Linked DNA regions of Mus musculus: regions 2 and 3 are each linked to region 1. A link is a contact called in public ChIA-PET data. All regions are on one chromosome and are shown on one strand. Each heading gives the region's core, a stretch centred on a gene start, on an enhancer-like site or on the middle of the called end of the contact. The rest is flanking DNA. Distances are from core to core; before and after follow the strand shown. Region 1 has its middle 23 kb from the start of Gm31728. Region 2 holds the start of Sde2 (SDE2 telomere maintenance homolog (S. pombe)). Region 3 holds the start of H3f3a (H3.3 histone A).

The links. ChIA-PET counts read pairs in DNA pulled down with a chosen protein or histone mark.
Region 2: a contact with region 1 is called in an RNA polymerase II ChIA-PET map of memory CD8 T cells, with 7 read pairs. The contact joins the promoter of Sde2 here to the enhancer-like site in region 1. A contact is called at or near these places in 11 of 39 promoter capture datasets (the 3T3-L1 cell line, 3T3-L1-derived adipocytes, the HPC-7 cell line and 6 more) and 3 of 115 datasets of contacts at active chromatin or transcription factors (astrocytes, bone marrow-derived macrophages and memory CD8 T cells).
Region 3: a contact with region 1 is called in an RNA polymerase II ChIA-PET map of memory CD8 T cells, with 44 read pairs. The contact joins the promoter of H3f3a here to the enhancer-like site in region 1. A contact is called at or near these places in 3 of 39 promoter capture datasets (the 3T3-L1 cell line, hippocampal neurons and liver) and 1 of 115 datasets of contacts at active chromatin or transcription factors (memory CD8 T cells).

What each region holds. Positions count from the first base shown.
Region 1 is chr1:180,277,866-180,281,508 of GRCm38.p6, reverse strand. No RefSeq gene overlaps it. Among named protein-coding and RNA genes, the nearest start is that of Gm31728, 23 kb to the right of the region's middle. Within about 2 kb of position 1,683, at least 112 of the 459 cell types and tissues checked have an H3K27ac peak or open chromatin away from gene starts, as enhancers often do. A contact at or near this core is called in bone marrow-derived macrophages, hematopoietic stem and progenitor cells, liver and 1 more, where this site is marked.
Region 2 is chr1:180,849,193-180,852,835 of GRCm38.p6, reverse strand. Sde2 (SDE2 telomere maintenance homolog (S. pombe)) reads right to left here and starts at 1,685. Exons shown (of 7, transcript NM_145943.1): 1 at 1,544-1,685. The coding sequence starts at 1,663.
Region 3 is chr1:180,812,061-180,815,703 of GRCm38.p6, reverse strand. H3f3a (H3.3 histone A) reads left to right here and starts at 2,099. Exons shown (of 4, transcript NM_008210.5): 1 at 2,099-2,233.

The DNA of each region.
Region 1 (3,643 bases), core at 434-2,933:
TCCTGGCTTAGTCAGGTACCTGCAATACAGGAACAGATACATATATACATTTTATTTTATTTTATTTCCTTTTTAAGGAACAAACTCAATAACATCAAATTCATTCAATGTTTTCTTGATATTTCCTCCCATGGTTTCTGGCCTTAGAAGCTACTCACCTCTGTTTTCCAAACCCGTACCTAATATTTTAGTCTGGTTTAGTTTTAGGGTATGCTTTAAAAACACTTAAAACTGATGGTCTCTTAAGTAGACTGGGACTTACATTGGAGTATTGAATGAGTGTTGGCAGCATTGATCTATCAATGTGCTATTTATTAAGTTTTCTAGGCCATACATTCAATTCTTTTTTTTTCTCTCTCAAGACAGGGTTTCTCTGTGTAGCCCTGGCTGTCCTGGAACTCACGCTGTAAACCAGGCTGGCCTCGAACTCAGAAATCCACCTGCCTCTGCCTCCCGAGTGCTGGGATTAAAGGCTTGAACCTCCACTGCCCAGCTATACATTCAATTCTTCTACATACAAGGATGGTTTTCCGGTTTCCATGTGCCTTACAGGCTGGGGCTACACTGTGTGATTGAGCATGGCAGACCCTTGGCCACTCCTGCTGGGTCACAGGAGTCCCTGCTCACAGGTCCAGAAATGCCATGTGCCTTTGAGATGTGTGTGTTTGTCCTGAGCCCCGGGACCTTGCTTACTTTAGTGCCCTTAGCCCTTGAGCTCCCTGAGACACCAGAGCATCCTAAATTATAGCATTATAATTGATAGAATGTCAATTAAGAGATGTCTGTATCTTGTGACTTTAGGAGTTCATAATGACCTAAAAATTACCCCTAGCCAACAGAGCTGCATTGTTACATGCCTTGAAGATGAATATGCTTTACTGGAGCTGTCATCAGATGATATCCTCACCAAGGAAGTCAGCAAGACATCTGCAGGCCAGGCCCCTTTGCTGACGATTCACATGTCCAAACCGACCTTACAGATTCATACAAGTCCCTAATAGCAGATGCCTTACACCTCAAGGCCCTCAAGAGGACGGAAGACAAAAGATCTGTGAAGTCAAAATAAACGTGAGCGTGTTTTATTATTACTGCCTTGTTCCATCCTCACCCAAAGTGAGGTGGCACACAGATGATATATGAATAACAACTTGAGAGTAATTTTTGAATATGTCTGAAGATCTGTTTGAAGGCATATCATTTCTTGGCCAGCAAAAGGACTAAGCATAGAGAATCTCTGTAGCTGTACGACACTGGACTATACCCCACCCCCTTGTGTTTTGGCTTTAAAATCCTTGATTAGTAGCTTGCTTTAAGTAAATAGTAGTAGCTGGTGCTGTTGGAGAGCACGGTCTGTTTGCCATTTGACCTTTATTTTTAGATCTGGAATCTGTAAGAATGAAAGCAAAGTAAGGGTTCCCGGTACAGTTAGCCATCCTAGAGGAAGCAGAAGAGCAGGCAAGGCTGTGGGGAGTGGAGGAGAACCTGTAGCTCCCTCACCCTGCAGGAGGTGACTCTTCTGGAAGCTCCACCCAGGCAGGAAACCCCTCCGCGCTTGCGCATTTCAGCATTTCTGTATTTCGTCAGCCCTGCACCTGCTGGAATCTCCTGTCTGGCATGGACTCTGTACAGTCACCTGGTGTCCCCAGCACAGAACACCCTGAGGTCTTTTTCCTACTCAGTCAGATGCCAGAGGGTGTGGCCAGCTTTAGTTACAGAGGGAAGAACAAAAGTCATTTCACCTCTCCTGCGGAGCCTCTCAAACTGCTGGCACAGCTCCAAGCCTCTCAAACTGCTGGCACACTGCGGAGGGACGTTGCATAAACTCAGGGCCAACCCTTTTGGGTTTACCATTTAGAAATGAAAACCTGGGTTCTTCGATCCCAAACTGCTCTGTACTTACTGCAGGCCCATCTTGTCTTTGCTGCTCATCTGCAGCCTTTCTAACAGAAAGACCCACAGCAGTCACCATGTCACTGCCTACTTCTTTTGGGAGGTGACCCTGGGGAAATCCACATCGGTGTCATATGGGAAAAATGACAACCCCAACCACTGAAAACACTAAACTATTAAGCGCTATACCTAAGCACAGTATCGTATACCAGAATGTGGACAGTTCCTCCTCTCCCCAGCCTCCCCTCTCCTAGGAGTTAAACAACTAATAGATACAAAGTTGCATCCAAGTGCCCTTGCCACCACTCATGTACAAGTTCAAAACGGCCTCTGTGTTTATCAGGAAATGCTAGAGTCCTAGTTTCTACCATCTGGCTATTCAAACATTTCTAACCATGATTTACATGTGCCCATTAGGAGGCTTCCTCCATTCAAATGAGATCTTTCTTTTTCCATAACCTAGAGATTTAGTTGAAAATGACCAGGTAAGAAAATCGAAAACTTCCAGGAAGGAAGGGCACAGCAACATACTTACGTGGGTTATCCGGGCTTGCCTCTCTCTCTGGAAACATGTTAGGTGGAGCCTGAGGCCACTGCAGAACAGCTAACTCATCTCCAAATTTTGTTTGCTGAAGCCCTTTCTGGTCTGCAGAATGGGCGTGATAGAGCCAGAATCCTCAAAGTGTCTGTGCTTGGTATGTATCTTGGCACCCATCACGGATTCCTTACATCTAAAAGACCTGTGGGGGACCCAGAAGACTCAGGCAGGTGTCCCTTGGCAGTCAAGAGAACTCGGCAGTTGTTCATGACACATCTGATCCCACGAGCGAAAGAGTCTGCAAAGAGATAAGCTTTGTGTGTCCTACATTGAGTAACAGACGGATTGCTCTCTTTTATCCTATTCAAATCGGCCCCGAGTCATCATGGTTGCACATTTTTGTAATTCCAGCACTTGTAAGGCGGAGGCAGGAGATCAGAAGTTCCAGGTAGCCTCTACAACATACCACATTCAAGGCCAGCCTTGGCCACAGGAGAGCCTGTCTCAATCAAACAAACTATGTTGCCCGTGAACCTTTAGCAGCATTTCAAGTGGAAGCCTGTAGAACTCCATCTTATTGTTGTAGTAGATTCTCATTAAAATTGGAATCATGGGGGGTGGAGAGATGGCTCAGCGGTTAAGAACACTGACTGCTCTTCCAGAGGTTCTGAGTTCAATTCCCAGCAACCACATGGTGGCTCACAACTGTCTGTAATGGGATCCGATACCCTCTTCTGGTCTACATGAAGACAGCTACAGTGTACTCACATACATTAAATAAATAAATAAATAAATCTAAAAAGAAATTGAAGTCATTAAAATGACTAGAGAGTCATTAGAGAAGGACAGAATGAAGACAGTACTTGCCTGGAGCTGAGGGTCAATGGAGGAGTTGATAGCCAAGAGCAAAAGAGGGTGTGTGGGGGGGACAAGGAAGGGGGGAATGAGGACAAGGGGAGGGGGCTGGAACTCTTTAGTATGAGAATCATATTCTCTATCTGGAGCTCCATGGTATTTACACAGGCATACACACTTGATGAAAATCATTGAACTGTATACTTAAAAGTGCACGTTATCGTGTGTGAATTCTACTGAGATAGGAATGTTTAGAAAAATCTAAGCTTGAAATATGGTGAGATAAAGCCCATATCAGGGGTATACTATATTTACAAACAATAGCAAATTCCTTAGGGGAGGGAAAGGAAGCCCAGCACT
Region 2 (3,643 bases), core at 436-2,935, 570 kb before region 1:
AGATTGTCAAGGTCCTTACAGCATTTTACTACTGCAGTATGTCCTTGGGAGTCTCCTATTAACTTGTAGTCACCTTTACTGATGTCTGTTAAGGCTAATGATCAACAGGGCAGAGGTCTTCCTCTCTCAGCGAGAGATAAAACTTCTTCATGGATCAGAACCGTTTTGCTTTAAAAAGTATAGCTTGAACTTGAACTATCTTGATTTTTCCTATTTCATCAAACTGTCCTTAGTAAGCTGCTTGCACTCACATTTACTGTTGTTAAGTAACAGACAGACTCAAATGCTCTCTGATAACTGCTTCTGCTTACCTGTTCTCCAAACTCAATTCTATTGGGGGTTTTTTCTGGATGTCTGGACTCCCATAGTCCATGTACAGTGCCTCTGTTAAATCTAAGGACGAGGTGATAGGAGGCTGTTTTGCTTTCAAGCAGGGTTTCACATAGTCCAGGCTGCCCCAAAACCACTATAGAGACGTGGCTAAGAACCCCCAAACCTCTCAAGTGCTGAGATTAGAGGCATACACCACCAGGCCCAGCCTTATTTCTGTGTCCTTTCAAAAAAGTGTATTTCCAACACTCCTCATTGTTAAGATTCTATTGTTTATGGATCAATTTTAAGTTTAAAAATAAAACTTGAAAATTATTCTTCAAATACATTGAAAAGTCACCTGTTTTGGAAAGTATCTGAATTCGAATGGCTAAAAAAAGGTTCTGTTTTTCTTACTAGACCGCAGAATAGAGAAGAAAACAAAGGCTAGATGTGGTGGGACACACCAATAATCCCAGCCCTCCAGTATGTTCAGAACATCCTGGGCTACAAGGAAAGACTTTCTTGTCCTTGTTTTTTAAAGGACAAAGAAATTAGAAAATCACATATTCTTCTTGGAACTCATCCAAGTCTCTTTAGGAACAGATTTGGTATTTTAACATTTGTTATGTTTCTACATAACAAGCAGAGAAAACAGACTACAACGAAGGCGCAGTCATACAGAAAAACTGTTCTATACCAAACGCCCAGATTAAAATTAGACTCAGGGAACCCAGTAAACTCTTTAGATGATTGAAGAGGTTTGAGATTTCCTAGTCAGTATAAGCCTGCTTCTTTGGGAATTAAAGCTTAAAACTTTAGAAGCACTTAACCAGGGTTTTATATCCACATGGCAGAGTCTAAAGAGGCCCAAGAATATCTGTGAGTGATTGGCTCTGTCAGGATGACTCCATATCCTTCTCTAACCGTTCTTTGGCCTGGATGGGTGTCCTGAGGGTCGGTAAGAAAGCATATTCCTATCTATAATGTGAATGTAAGAAGAGAACCTTAAAGGTATCATTTGGGGGGATAAAAGAAACAGAACGAGAGTTTGTAGTCGAGGTTGGACAAAGCGCAGTAAATGGACGGAGATTCTCTTACGACGTGGGGACAAAACAACGACTGCCATAGACTAGCAGAGGAATGTCCCCATATTAGTCAGAAACACCCAACGACGAACCCAGCCTGGCTTGGTGATCTCTTTCCCCCATTTCCCGGGAACCGCCATCCTCACCTGTTCCTGGCAGTGTCGGTAGATCACATCGCGCACGGAGCACCCAACCGAGGCACACGGCAGCGCCTTCCACACGGTACCGGGGCCGCGAACCCACGCCACCACCGCAGCCTCCGCCATTTCGTCTGGTGACGGAACCTCTGGACTGCGACAGGCACTAGGCGACACAGCCATCCGGTCGCATCTCGATGACGGAAGGCCTCGTCTTCCAGCGCCCCGCCTCCCGGGTTTCCACCACTCACCCCCGCCTTTCCGGAAGGCGGTCACGTGGCCCGGCGTCACGCGAGCTGGCGTGGGGGAGGGGGACAGGAAAGGCCTGCCTGAGGCCGATAAGACCGCGGAGCGCTGGAGCTAGGCGTTGCTAGGGGCGGTTGCTAGGGCGGGGCTCAAGGGACTGGCTATAAAGGGCGAGCTCTGGGCGCGGTTGCTGCGCTTGGGCTACAGCGCTTTGGCTGGGGGTGATAAGCTGCCCGTGGCTCCGCCCAGCGCCGCAGGCCAGCGCGCCACTCCGGTTTGTGCAGCTATTTTTGGGATTGGGAGGGCTGTGTCCCAGGCAGCCACTGCTTCCCGGTGCTGCGGGGAGAAAAACGGCTTCCTCTACCCGCGAGGCCTCCCAGTCCTAGAGAACGGCCCCCAGTGGTCCCCAAACCGCAGCCCCGGCCTGCGTAGTTCCCTAGAGGTTTATGTTCATTTCCTGAACCCCCCTTCACGTTCCTTCCATCACGTTCGGCTCGTTCCTATTTTTGCATGTTTGCGCTCTGCGCTGTCCCCGCTTCAGCTGTGTTTTCAAAATATTTCACAGCAAATGGGCCCTTGTGAACGGCAGGGGCGGGAGTGACGTTTATAGCCATACTGCTTCCAAAAACCCCCGCTGTAACGTTCTTTCTGTGCCCTGGGAACACTCGCGCAGATTTTACAGAGAACAACTTTAAGGTTCGGGTGCTGAGGGAGGCCCTTAATATTTAATATGCTGAGATGATGTTGTCTCTGAAATACTAAACAATTTAAAAGCTGCTAGCATGAAGCTGGGAGGATTATCGGGAGGATAACTCAGTCTCCTGAACACAGATGCCCTGGCCCGCAGAGCCATATTCTCGGCTGTTAAGATGCAGGCCGATGGAACTAATCGCTGAGGAGAAAGCACAAAATCTTGAAATCCTTTAACTGTGAAAATGAACAAAAATAGGACTTGCAGTTCTGTGGAGTTATAGATCTGTTGGTGCACACAGGCGGGAAAGCGGGCCTCCATGAAGATTCCAGGAGATGAAGAATAATTACACAAAGCATGTTGTGCATAGAAGCAGTATTTTATGAGTGTTGTAGTAGTAACCCAGAGGCCTACAGGCGTCTCATCCGATACGTAAGCAGGACAAACTGGGAAGCATGTGACCTTCCAGACAAACTGGGAAGCATGTGACCTTCCATCTTTTCCCATTCTGTCCGTTAGCATGTGGTCCTAACTGCTAATTTATTTTTTTCACCTTTTGGGAATCAAATGACCATTTCAAGAGCCTGGCAGCTTCTTCTTCTGCAAGGAACCAGATCATGGTCAGTTTAGGGTTATGTAACATTTCTTTGTCAGAATAATGCTTTGTAAGCTGGAAAGTCCCAGAAGGATTCCCTTCTAACAAGAAAAGTCCACGTCATTTATTACAACTATCTACTACTGCTCTCCAAAAACCTAATGTCTGAATGAATTCACTCTTTACCCCTCGGTTATATTTAAATCTCTGTTATGAAGAAGACCCAAGCAACCAGCAAGCATTTGTCATTTAAAATACAAAATAACCATTATTAGCTTTTCAAGGACACAGACCTCTTGAGCAATCTATAATCTGTTAAACCTTCACAATGAGCTCCTTACACCGTGAAATACACAAAATAGATGTTACATAAATATTAGTTGGCTGTTTGATGGATTACAGTCTAACTTAATTATTCCTGGTGTGCATCTAAAGAAACATATTTTCCACTAACTTAGGACATTCTACTCGGAGGATACAGAAACCAATTTGAATTGGTACCTATAAATTCATTTAAATAGTGAGAGAGAGAATGAGACTTCAGAGTTGAAAGGCATGGCCAAGAACATGATATATA
Region 3 (3,643 bases), core at 850-3,349, 530 kb before region 1:
CCTTAAGAATCCTTGAAAAGAAAAAGGCTTTTTCTCCCCCCCAGGAGCAGCTCTCCTAGCGGCGCCATGAATTGGAAATAAAGCCTGTTTCTATTAGCTACAGTCGTTTGCCATCCTCGGGGCTCCAAAGCATCCTGTCCCCTGGCCAAGTGCAGCTTCCCTGTGCAAGGCGATGCTTCTAGAGAAGGACTCAATCAGGGCTGGACCGGTACCGGTGCTGTTCACTGAAGCACTCCCAGTCTTCCAAAAATTGTTCGGAGCAGAATTGGCATGCCATATATATATATATATGGCATATATATATATATGGCAAATCTGGAAACTTCCTGATTACTAAGAGGATAACCAGTCATATTTCCAGAAAGAGCTTGCGGACTACCATCACACAAGTAACTACTATTTCCATGTCAGAGATGGGCAACTTCAGTCGGTTCACAGAACCCACAATCCACACGAAGTAGTTCACCAGACAAGGTCCTTCCATCCCTTAGAAACATCTGCTTAAAGCCAGGAAGAATGTATGAGGAAACCTAGCATACATAGATAGTACTATCTATGACAAGCTAACATTTCTTGAAGATATGACTGATTCAATTGATATGTAACAGCCTTCTTGGATAAATCCAGCAACAAATATTTTAGTTTCCTGAAAACAAAACACAAACAAGCAAGAGGGGAAAAAATGCTTCTTGGCTCAAATTATAGGAATTTTTCACTGGCAGCTCTGTGGAGGGTTTTTTGCATATGTGCATTTAGGGTAGTATCGCAGATTGCATGTGTTCATCAACACTTAACACTCATTAAATAATAATGAAACAGGAGGCCTGGGTTGTTGTTTTTTTTCCCTCTAGGGTCTGTTCCTCAGTTCAGTGACCTTGGCCAAATCCATTTCTTCTCTCATATCTGATTTCCACATATCTGTTTCAGGATAATGTTCATGATAAGACTGCTTTGAGAGGTCTTCAGATTACATGTATGCTACTGTCCTTCATCAGTACCCTACGGGACCTTTGTGACTCTTCTACCGAAAGCCTTCACCCAGAGTTGTGTAGCCTGGTCAATACCACCTGGGGACGGTTCAGATGTTTGTGGGTCACTTAATGAGAACTTGAGCTATGCAGTCTGTTGCCCAAGCTACTGGGCAGAAGGAAAGCGGGAAACAGCTTTTCCTTCTACCTGCCGTTTCAGCCTCCTGTGTCTGACATTAGACTCTTATGTCACGAGATTTCTGCAGCGCTCCTCCAAACAGCGAAGGGGTGGAAAGGCCTACTCTGCCTTAGACTGCTACAGCTGTGTTGCACATTGTCTCAGAGGCTTACAAAATAACAGCCATCTTGCACCAAGAACCGCGGCCTAGGAAGAGGGCGAGCCCTGTCCCTCGGCCCCGGTGCCACCACCTGCGACGCGCTGACAGTCTCCGCACTGCCCCGCAGGCTGCCCCTCCTCTCCCGGGGCTAGAGTCTGCGACCGACTTGTCCTCAGGCGACTTGGCCCGAGCCTCCGGACCGGCCCGCGCTCGGCGGGGAGCGAAGGCGGGAAGAGGCCCGCGGGTCCCCCGCCCCTGGCGCGCCGCGCGGTCCGAAAGTGGGCGCGGGACTGGGGCTTCCACTTTGCCAGCTAGCTTCCCGCTTGGGCGCGTTTTCAACTGGGGCGCGGCGACCGTACGGTCCCGGCCTTCTCCCCGCCCCCACACGGGCCGGGAACCTCGGGGGCGCGCGCGGGGGCGATGCCCCTCCCCCCGCAGGCCGGGCGCTGGTCCGCAGCCCGCGCCGCCCTCCCCGCCCCCACACCCCCCGCTGTGCACCCCAAAGCTGGGCTTCGGGGGCTCACTTAACGCCTGCGTCCGACGGGGAGGGAGTGTGGGCCGGGGACGGACTAGGGCAGACGGCCCCTCGGCGGGCCCCTCGGCGTGTCTTTTGTGTTTGTACACACCGCGAGAGGCGGCGGGAGGAATGGGCGGGCGGCGCGCGGGGGAGGAGCGAGCGCGCGCCAGCGAACGAGCGCGCGGGGGGAGGGGAGGGGCGGGGCGCGCGGGGGCCCTGGGCGGGGCCGAGCCTTCCCTCCATTGTGTGTGATTGGCTGGAGCGCGGCGCGGGGCGGGGCGGCGTGTGTAGGGGAAAGCCTCGGTGTCAGCCATCTTTCAATTGTGTTCGCAGCCTTCGCCGCGCCGCTGCCGCTCTCCAACGCCAGCGCCGCCTCTCGCTTGCCGAGCTCCAGCCGAAGGAGAAGGGGGGTAAGTTTCTCCGTTTGCCCGCCTTCCCGGAGCCGGGCTCCGCTCGCCGTCGGCCTCGTAGGGGCCCACGGAGGCACCCACAGTCCCCCCGGGCTCGACCCGCAAACTTTTTGGCGCAGAAATGGAGATGGGGAGCGAGTTTGCCTTCCGCGGGCGGTGGCGGCGGCGGCTCCCCGGTCTCTCCGTCTCAGCCCAGCAGTGGCACCGCCGCGGCGTCGAGCCTGTCTCCCTCCGGCGCCGCGGGCTCCTCTTTCTTCGGTGAAATCCCTCCCGCTGCCCCTTCCCGGGACCCCAGACCTTCACCATGTCCCGCGCGAGCCTCTTAACTGCCGCCTCCGGGTCCCAGGCCCCAGTTTTTCGGGCGCAAAGGGGGTAAAATCGCCGCCGCTTTCCACCCCGGGCTAACTCGCTTTTTGCTGCCTCTCCACAGTTGTGCCTGAGCTTCACCATCTTGTCTCTCTTCTCTGGTCACCGACCATATTTTTTTTCCCCCCGTTTCTCTCTTCCCCATTTTAAAATGGAAGGAAAAAATTTTAAGAACATTTTTTTGCCTTTTTTGGAGAAAAAGAAACGATGCTTATGAAATGCAGAAAACAAAAAAAAAGAACTTTTGCATTTTTGGAGAGCGGCACGTGGCAGGGGATGGGGTATTTTCGAACGATTTGCTGTTTGTCTCTCTGGAAGGGAATCGGATACGTTTCCAATTGTTTCCATTTTGTGCTAGTCTTCGGGAGCCGAGTCGCTCGTTGCCAGCGCGGGGTGCGGGGACCGAGACGGGCAGGTCCGGTACCCCGAACCTAGGGACCCAGGGGAGGCAGAACCAAAAGTTTATGTGGTGCTGGGTGGGCCGGGCGGCCGGTGTCGAGCGCTAATTAAGCCTGGGTGCGGGGCAGTCGGCTTCCATAGCGAAGCCCGGGAGGGGGACGGGCTTTGTGGAATGCTCACTGGCGATGGCTGTTGTTCTTGCATTTCGAGACGCCTTTTTGTCAACATAACTATAAAGAAACAAACCTCAAGAATGTTTTTAGATATTTACAGCAACCCAACTGCCAGGCGCGAGAGGGGGGCAGCAAACCGAGCGGGGGGGGGGCGCTGAAACCTTTTTCTTTCTTTTTTTTCTTTTTCTTTTTTTTTTTTTTGGCTGTAATTTGACTCGACCTTTCTGTGTTTGTGGCTTCGTTCATTTGACTTGTTTGTGATCGAATGTTTGCAGACGTTTCTAATTTCTACTTTAATTAAATGAATTGGATCGAAAGCCATGGTGGGGGGCGTCTCTCTGGTTTTGGCTGTTTTATCGCTCGGAAATAGCTTTATAAAGTATAAATGCTGACAATTTTCTAGTTTGTTTTAAATCATGTTTGGGCGATAGATGTAATCCGCGCCCTTCCAAACTAATTATATAACAGTCCC